2 separate regions of the Gossypium hirsutum genome follow, and region 2 is linked to region 1. A link is a contact called in public Hi-C data. All regions are on one chromosome and are shown on one strand. The core of a region is the stretch at or near the end of the contact, and the rest is flanking DNA. Distances in the headings are between cores, read along the strand shown.

Region 1 (5,073 bases), core at 1,521-4,020:
TGATATGAAATATAAACCATTTGACGTACAAGACTAATTAAAATAGCACATTGTATCACTATAAATACTTCATTGTAAATTCATTAGAATCACACTTTCATGAACATAAGTTTAAATACAAGATTCATTCTTCAAAATTAAACATCTCGACATCACCCTGCCATGTCATGCATAATACAAAACACTAGAAATCTCACAAAAAAAATTGTCCTCTGTCGTAGTCCAACAATACTTCTTTTACTTCTACAGCAAGCCTGAGAAGGAGAGGTAATTAAGTAAGTTCAAAGAACTTAGTGAGTTCCTAGAGAAAACATGTCAAATATTTACTAATACACCCAAATGCACCATTTCAAAGAGTCAAACAATCACACTATACGTTAGATGGCGAGTACCGTACACAGACAACCTATACGCATACCTTTCCTTTGGCGTATATGGTACACCCATGACACCATTTAGACAAACTTTTTTCATGTTAACCATGTACTCGGATCCTTTAGTCAAAGCCATATCATTTATGTCTTTTGTTGTGATTTGACAATTTGGTTTGCAACGTATAATTGCCCTGCTAGAGGCTACACAACATTTTTCATGTATCATGATCTGCTAGTTCAATGTACAATCCATTGAAGGCAATGCCATGAATATATTTTCCTTAACCATCATTTCCATGATTCAGTTTATATCGTTCTTGCTAGAGTAAAAGGTAGTGGTTTAAAGATGAAGAATAGTTCATACTCTTTAACACAGATACGCCAAAATCAGACTAACAACTCCGAAAAACCATCATTCATATACAGACATTTCATCTTTCAGGGTATGAATACTTACCTTAAGCAAAATATTAACAAAGACAATACACACATAGAAGTAAGATGGAACTTACCAGAAAGTGCAATAAGTCTAAACAGCAGGACCTTTGCCCTTATCACGAGAACCTTCAAGAGTGTCTTGAGCTACAATATAGATAGTTAAACTTATCAGATCACTATACCATAAATTAAATATGCTTGCAAGAAAAACCATCATAAAACCCAGATTCAGGAATTTTCCTTCCTTACATACAAATTTAACACTAAAGCATGCATTGCTAAGATCACGTAAATAACCAATAAATAACCTAGAGTTCACCGATAGTTTCCAGAGTGCTAAAATAAACGAATGAGTTAGCTAAATACAGCAAACCCAACTTTAAGCAGGTTTCTGGTCTTAAGTTTCAGAAGAAGTGAGAGTAGAGAAAAATCTAAAAGGAAAATGAATGCGAAGAAGACATAAAACTTGCCCAAGAAGTCACTACTAACTTTATACAACTAAACACGAAAGTAAGGTTTAGAGAAAAAGTCAAATTATCCCACTAACCCTCCCTCGATAACCGTGACTAAGTACTCTTACCATAATTTTAGTCTTATCAACTATAGTAATTTAGTTCCATTCTAACCAGTTCTCCTTAGACTAACTAAATCGTCCCACCCAAAAATAATAACTAATTCTATCAAATTACGAACTTAACTTAAACGCCTAAACAACTAGGGTGGTGTATACTCTACAGACCAAACTACTGAGCTCGCCAAACACAAGATTCCCCAGTTAGCGTATTCATAGAGTCTTATACTTAGTCAAAACTAATACCTTATTCAAAATTTACTTTAAAGACCATATCTCGATAAACAGTAACCGAATACTAGAACTTCATTGGGCGGGCAGTTACATATATAGTGATTAAGGACGCTTCAACAACCAATTCTTCCTTAATCGTAAATAATCGTGGGAACCACCCAACGATTAACCCTTATCGAATGAATAACCCCAAAAGACGCTTCCACGACTTAATCCGTCAGCAGCCTTGCAAACTAGAAGAATCATACTCTTGTTAACAATCTCAACTGCGTGGATCATTTAGATTAGATCACTTAATCCCACGACGTCACCCAACTGCACTACCAATTGAACCACACCAATTTGTTCATCGGTAAAGTAATTCAGCACCAAATTAGTTGTACCAATTGTGTATTGTTCCCAGCACTGTATAAAGGATCCTTCTTGACATGGAGCTAAAAACAATACTATGAGACGATCCTATCTATCTCTTGACCTGGAGAAAAAGCAAATACCTTAACGAGAAGGGTTAAATACGATTTCGGATCTCACAATTCAAATATCGAATTTTGGTTTACCTTTGGTTAGAAATTGATTTAGTTGCTCATAATAAAAGAAAATAACAAAGGAAATATAATTGAATAAAGCTAAAAAAATAAAATAGAAAAAGAAAAGAAAACGGTAGAAAGGCACAACGCCAAATTGAATAAAGCACATAAATATGTCAAGTTGGCACACTATCGATTGTTTAGGTTGATTTAACAATTTTAAGTGGATTCTCTGCCCAAAGCCATTCACTTTGCTCGGTTAAAACCAATTTCCAAGCATACAATGGGAGTTGTATAATATTTTGGTTGAATTAATTTAATTTTAGAACGTTGGATTATATCACACTCACGTGTGTAAAAGTAAAATCTTTTATGTAAAAATATATTTATAAAAATCTTAATAATAAATGTACAAATTTTCGTCAATTCCAGTTTGATTCTTGGACCTCGATTATTTTTTAGTGTTTTAAAATATTTTTAATTTATATAAAAATAAAAAATAAAATATTATTATAATAATATTTATAATTTTTTAAAATATTTTAAATTAAATTTATAATTCTTTCGATTAAATATATTAAATAAATTAATATTAAAATAACTTGTAGCACTGCATGACAGAATTGGAGTATTGGACTACAAATTCTGAACCAGCACAGAAACCCTCATGATGTCCCAGAACTGATAAATATCTATATTTCAGAAATATAAGTAAACAACGGGCGCCATAGAAGAAGTTAGGCCTGGCCCAACAACTTCCACCACAGGGCTTCTCAAAGTCAAAATCAACTTCCCTGCTTTCAATTCTCACCTGCTTCCTTTCCTTTGCATTTCTTTCTCTCTCTCTCTCTCTCTCTTACATTATGACTATCCTCTCTAATTCTTTGGTTTTACCCACAAGTCTTCCATTCCAATTATCTTCTTCTGGTAATATAATTCCTTTTCTTCATCTCTGTTCTTTTTTTCTTCTAATCTTGTTTTTTCTGTTCATTCGTTCTAATCAACTTTATTTTAAATGGAATATGATTCAAATTCTAAGTTCTAATGCATAATAAATTAATACTCTCCTCTTCTTTCTTGCTTAGGCCGTCGGATTTATTGCAGTAGCTGAAAACTTTTAGCTGCATTTAGTTCTACACTAGTCATTTCCATGATTTTTTTGGGTTCAAGACCCTGCTTAATTTTGATTGCCCTAAACTGTACTTGTTTTTTTTTTATTCAGTGAAATAAGATAGTGATGCAGAAAAAAAAATTGAAGGAATATGATCCATCTTCGTTGTATCTGTGGACTTTGATTAAATTTTCAATATTGAAGCTGTGGGAGGGTAGTAGAATAATTACAATAGGCCTTATTCGTTCTTTAAATTTGTTAGCATACTTATAAAATATTTGACTTGGTGTACCCTTAAACCCTGGGGAAATAACCGACTGCAAATGCTGTAAGCTAAAGATGAAAAGATAACGATTGGATTCGCTAAAGGTAATAGCTTGGTTGGAATTGATTGTTTGACATGATGCTCATGATTGTTTGTTTATTTTAGTTCAGCCGTTCAGATCTTTTACAACAAGAATCAGGGTTTTAGTGTTGATTCAGATTTTTAGATCATACCATCATTATCGTCATCATGTTCATGTCCGTTCTTTGAAATCAGAAAATTGGTTGTCTTTGCTCTTTATACAAACGCAAAACTAAACTAATATTAATTCTATTTTCTATTGTATGTCTACACCAAAGCTGTATCATTGTTTTGTTCCTTACTTTTTTTGTGTGTGTGTGTTTAGGCTCACATTTAAAGACAGCAGGGGGTGCTAGTCCCACAAACTTGTCATTCAATTGTAATGGCTTAGGAAAACTGCATCTTTCTTCCTCTAGAAGGCCAGTAGTAACAGTTCAAGCTTCCTACAGGTATCATCACTGATCACGTTCGGAGCACAAGAATGCATAATAGTACGTACAAGTAGTCCTGTAACTGGCACCTACTAATGAAAGCATTATCAACTAAATACTTAGGTTCTATGTTGATCCAACTTTTTATTTTTCTTCAAGTGTATGTTTCAGACACATTTGGATTGGATATGGAGAGATGACACTCCAAAGACCATCCAAATGTATGGAAAAAACTTAGAAAATTTTGAATATACCCATGTCGAACATATACATGTAACCGACATTCATATCTAAGTCTTGAGTAACATACCTTAAGTTTGTATTATGTTGTTTTTAGATGTTCTGTTGTGGGCATTAATATTATAGAAATACTCAGTGGGAGTCTTTCTCTTCTTGTGTCCTTAGTGATGGTGAAAGACCAAGCAGTGCAAGCATCTTTGTTGGAGGTTTTATTTTGGGAGGACTTGTGGTTGGTGCACTTGGATGTGTATTTGCTCCCCAGGTGATATTAGCATTGCAAATGGATGCAAAATTGCACTAAAATATCTCCTTGTTTCTCCATTATGCATATTTGTTATCTGTTCAAGTAAAATAAAACATCTCCATTGATTCATCAATTCGTTCTGATTTTATAGTTTCTGATTTTTCTGTTTAGATGATTCAGACCTGCAGAACTCTGGGAACTATTATTTGTGTTTGGCTTTTTGTATAACCTGCACTATTTATTGTCATGGCTTATATGATGTTGAATTTGGGTTTTCTTGTTATTCTTCAATAGATCAGCAAGGCAGTAGCTGGAGCTGATAGAAAGGATCTAATGAAGAGACTACCTAAATTCATATATGATGAAGAAAAAGCTTTGGAGGTAACTTCCCCCCCTCCCACCTTTTTTGTCTATAATTATTGGCGTCTAAAGGACAAGTGATTACGGATTAAACATGCGTCCTTTAAATGGTAATAAGTGGGGTTTGTGTTGCAGAAAACACGAAAGATACTGACCGAGAAGATTGCTCAGTTGAACTCTGCTATTGATGATGTTTC
Region 2 (5,073 bases), core at 1,732-4,231, 280 kb before region 1:
GAGTATGCTAAAATTTTGAAATTTATGGTAGAAAATGAAAGGTTATTGATAGATAAACAACTTTTGTAAAGGAAATTTTTATGAAATTGTGATTTAGGGACTAAATTGAAAAGATGTAAAATTTATGGAAAATTTATAATTTTTGTGAAATACATGGACTGTTATTCTTATATGAAAAATTTGGCTAGGCTTGGAATAAGGATTAAAATGCATGAATTTCATTTTTCCAAGCCTAGGGATGAAATTAAAATTAATTAAAAGTATAGGGGCAAAATGGTACTTTTTCCTAAAATGTGAATTTGATTGAATTGAATATGAATTTCATTAAATTGAGTTAAATTTACTCGAATAGATCCGGATAGGCCTAGTACGAAATTGGATCGAGGAAAACAAAAAGTATCGAATTAGTAGATTTCCGTATACGAGCAAATGACGAGGTAAGTTCGTGTAACTAAATTATGTATATTAATATGTTTGAATTGAATGTTGTATATGTGAATTGTCTAAATGTCTTATGTATGAAATTAATCACATGTCCAATAGCCCGATAAGTAATAAGTCCCTGTTTGAATAAATGAAATTCGAATGATACACGATTTCCCATATTGGTTGTGGTCCTGCATATGTTGCGGACACTCCATAGCTCGAAAGAGCACCCTGTTATAAGCCCTCTTGAGCTTCCCGTTACATGGTTCCAGTTCATGTGAGCATTCCGATCAGTATTGGTCCTGCATGTGTTGCGGACATACTGCAACTCTTTATGAGTGTCCCGATATATGGCTCTTAATGAGCTTCCTGATATGGCTCGCCTGAACTTCCTAATATATGGCTATCCGAAGCTTCCTAATAATAGCTCTTCGGGGTTGCCTGTTAAGCTCACATTAGCTTTCTGTTTTAAACTCTTATGAGTTTCCTGTTATAGACCGGATAAGCTTCTTGTTACATGGCTCACATGAGCTTCCTGTTATATGGCTCACATGAGCTTCCTGTTATATGGCTCGAGAGAGTGCTTCTTGATTTTGTTCTCTAATGAGTACCCCTGAATATGAATTGACGGATTACAGTTTTTTAAACTTTAAGTGTACTACATGCGTGTCCATCGATATTTCAAATAAATTTAACGGGTAAAGTTCCGATATGGGCTAAACTAAACTTGAGACGATTTGTTATGAAATGTACATGTTATATAGAAATATGATAAGAAAAGTATATGGATATGAAAGTTATTATATGATGAGCTCATCCATATTTCTTGACAATTGTGTGAATTACAATGACTAACATGTTTGATAAAGTTGGGTGTTTAGGCTATCAGCCAAATTTCTTGGATGCATTTTGTATGTTTACTTTAGTGAAAATGAATGGTAAGTTAAATTTCCAGTTATACGAACTTACTAAGTATTAAATGCTTACTCGGTTTTTCTTTTCTTTGTTTTATAGTACTCGGAAGCTCATGGAGGTTAGAACTTGGTCGGAGACACATCACACTATCCCTTGGACTTCTTGGTATATAAAGTAAGCTAACTTTTGGTATAATGGCATGTATAAGCTAAGTTAGGCATAATGATGAAATATTTTGGTTGTAACTAGCCATTGGAATGGCTAGTGTAAGACATATTTTGATGAAATTATATAAAGCTTTATCAAGTTTGATGTGTGATAAAATGGTGAGATGATGGGGAGCATACAAACCTATTGATGAATGGTTTTGAATTAGCATAATTGATAAAGTATGCTTATAAGCATAAATGTGTTTTTGGTAAGTTTAAACACTTGCACATAATATGTCATGTATAAAACTTGGTATTGACATTAATTTGAGGGTTATGAATTGGCTTGTGAATTGTTTAGATGATGCTGTAGGTGAAAGGCAAATTGGGTGAGAAAAGTGGCCTGAAAATGACCTATTTTTTGTCCACACGGGCAGAGACATGGACGAGTGTCTCAGTCGTGTGTGACACATGACCATGCGCACGGACGTGTGGTTTAGCCGTGTGTCCCCTGCATTTAATTTTTGAAAATTAATTGTCCACACGGCCTAGCACACGGGTGTGTGGTTGGCTGTGTCACCCAAATTAAAGAGTTACACGGGTATCGACATGGGCTGGGACATGGTCGTGTGTCTCACATCGAATGCACACACGGCCTAGGACATGGGCGTGTCACTTGGCCGTGTGAGCCACACGGCCTGGCCACACGGGCGTGTGTCCCCTGCACCTAAGAAAAATTTTAAAATTTCACGAAAAATTTTATGAGTTCCCGGTTTAGTCCCAACTTGATTTTAACGCACATTTTGGGCCTCGAGGGCCCATTCAAGGGACGATATGATTGAAAATGTTTGGTTTTGGGTATGAATAGTAAGTAACATTAATTTACTGTAATTATTCCATAAACTCCGGTAATGCTCTGTAACCCTGTTTCGGCGACGGATATGAGTTAGAGTGTTACACAAGAGCTCTACTCTAATGATAACAAAAACTTATCAGCCTTACTCGAAAAGGGCTATAATTGAGTAGAACTAGGGCTAGCTCTACCTTTATGAGGGCTACAGCCTGATGGGTAACACTTGGCAACTATTCCCACTTTGGCAATATTAAAGGATTCTCCCTTCATACATTGATGGACTTCAATGGTTCCCTACCATTCATTAAATTTCCCTATAACTCCTCACATACTCCTTTTAACTATAAATAAACCAGAACGTTGAAGGGAAATTCACAACTTCACAAATATTTCGCTTGATCAGTACTTCCATATTTATTTTAAATTTTATTTTTGAGATTTGTAACTATTTCTTTTAATAATTTCAACTCCATAATTGCGTGGATTATTGACTTTTGATGTAATCGTATTGCTTCAAAGTTCATATATCCATTCATCGGCCAAAAGCGAGCCCAATAAATGAGAGGGAGAGGCCTGAAATAAACCCAAGAATAAAAGACGAAGAAAAATGGCTTGAAATTAAAATAGGGAAATAGCAGCCGGCATCTCACACGATTGCGAATGCCACTGCCATATATGAAGAACAATAAATACAAAAAAGCTCAAGGAGCGGAGCGAGTCAGAAGTGAGACTCACTTATGAGAGAGAGAGAGAGAGAGAGAGAGAGAGAGAGAGAGGGAGGTAGAGGGAGGTAGAGGGAGGGAGGGAGAGAGGTGAACTTAATTTTGCTTTCGTCTACTTTGTAATTTTGTAAACCCCAGAAAAGAAAGAAAAAAGAAACTACAATAGGAAGAGGCCAAATTAGTCGTGAATACAAGAGCCGGTGGTTTCCCCTAATTGGGAAAATTTCTTTCTATCGAAATCCGTACTACTCTATTGGATTTGGAACCAACTACCGGCAGAGTTTTGCAGATTACCGTGAGGATTGGATTGCATTGCATTGGATTGGATTGGATGGGTATGCAATAGAGTTTCAACTGTGTATGTATGTGTACGGATAATAGATTACTATGATATATGCCTTTTTCTTTCATCTTGGAAATTTGGGCGCTACTATTCGCAGATGCAACATAATTAGATCAGTTTTCTTTTTTTATTAGGTAATAATACATTTATGAGAATTGAGGTTAGTTAGATTTGAATTTTGATTCAGGTCTGCCCATGGTTTCCTCAACATCCCCTATTGACGAATATGATCACCCTAATTTTTCCAGAAAGCGCCTTAAAGTTTCGGATCTCTCTGCTGATTTTGCATCTTCAAATCGCGGGTATAATTATTAATATACGGTTTTTTGGTTGATGACGCTCTTATTTACATTTTTTTAATCGTATTCATGATTTGACAGTGACGAACAATCTGCAACGGAGATGAGTTGCCAGTCTAATGGAAATAGCAGTGGTATTTCTCAATCTTGTAACGGCGGTGGATCTTCATGCGACAAGAGTTACTCTAGCTATGCGCCATCATCTTCTTCGTATGTGAGTGGATGGATGTATGTCAATGAACACGGCCAGATGTGTGGTCCTTATATCCAGCAGCAGTTATACGAAGGCTTGTCTACTGGTTTCCTGCCGGATGAGCTCCCTGTTTATCCTGTAGTCAATGGGGCTTTGATCAATCCTGTTCCCCTAAAGTACTTTAGGCAGTTCCCTGATCATGTTGCTACTGGGTTTATATATCTCACTTCACCCACAGCTTCCAATTATTTAAAATCTTCATTTACAAATGTCCAACACACTCCTTCCCCTTCGCCTTCTCAATTCAACTGCAATGTAAGTTCCGAAGCATTTAGCTTTGTATTGCAGGTATTATTGTCCCCCCCCCCTCTGGTTTCCCCTTTTTCTCCTAAGGTGCCTTTGGATGATTTTCACCTTTTTTGTTCCAGTCAGGTGAAGATGAATGTTGGTTGTTTGAAGATGATGAGAGTAGGAAACATGGGCCCCATTCTCTTTTACAATTGTATTCCTGGCATCGCTGTGGGTATCTTGCAGATTCCATTATGGTAAGCCGTAAGCCTTGAAATTCTCAAGTCATGATTCATCACTGCAGGAACTGTTCATTTGTATCAACTGTAGGGTCCTATGAACTCTTTCGAAACTTGTGTAGGTATTGTGGCTGGCATGATGTATCTAAGCTTTACTGAGTCTTGCTTCTTATATCCTTTTCTTTTAATTTATTGTCTTGCAGATTTATCATGCTGATGACAGGTTTCGCCCCACCCAATTGCTGTCTGTTTTAAATGCTTGGAAAGGTGGTCAGTGTGTTGCTGAAAATGAACAGGAGTTATCAGTGAACTTCATATCGGCAATTTCTGAAGAAGTTTCTTCTGATCTGCATTCTCGAATTATGAAAGCAGCTCGTAGGGTTATGCTAGATGAAATAATCAGCACTATGATCTCAGAGTTTGTTGCTGCAAAAAAATCTCAGAGACCTCTAATGGTTGAATCATACAACCAGGATGCTAAAAGTTCTGATGGGAAACTGGTAATGTATGCAATCACTCAAAAAAAAAAGAAAGAAAAAACTTATGTTTATTTTTCTTAAAATCTGAAGCTCCTTTGCCATACAGATTAAAAATACCATGGAAAGAAGTATACATTGTACTTCCAAGTTTGGCACAGCGACCTCCG

The links. Hi-C and Micro-C count contacts between places; a contact is called where the count stands out from the background.
Region 2: a contact with region 1 is called in a Hi-C map of leaf, with 2.7 times the contacts expected there. The contact joins the promoter of LOC107948222 here to the promoter of LOC107910298 in region 1. A contact is called at or near these places in 8 of 34 Hi-C or Micro-C datasets (callus, hypocotyl, leaf and 1 more).

The regions. Positions count from the first base shown.
Region 1 is chrD02:24,526,371-24,531,443 of Gossypium_hirsutum_v2.1, reverse strand. It overlaps LOC107910298, which reads left to right and starts at 2,770. Exons shown (of 5, transcript XM_016838105.2): 1 at 2,770-3,071; 2 at 3,927-4,050; 3 at 4,438-4,534; 4 at 4,811-4,897; 5 at 5,012-5,073. The coding sequence starts at 3,008.
Region 2 is chrD02:24,804,493-24,809,565 of Gossypium_hirsutum_v2.1, reverse strand. LOC107948222 (histone-lysine N-methyltransferase ATXR7) reads left to right here and starts at 2,981. Exons shown (of 20, transcript XM_041088689.1): 1 at 2,981-3,400; 2 at 3,596-3,710; 3 at 3,789-4,248; 4 at 4,329-4,445; 5 at 4,631-4,927; 6 at 5,013-5,073. The coding sequence starts at 3,397.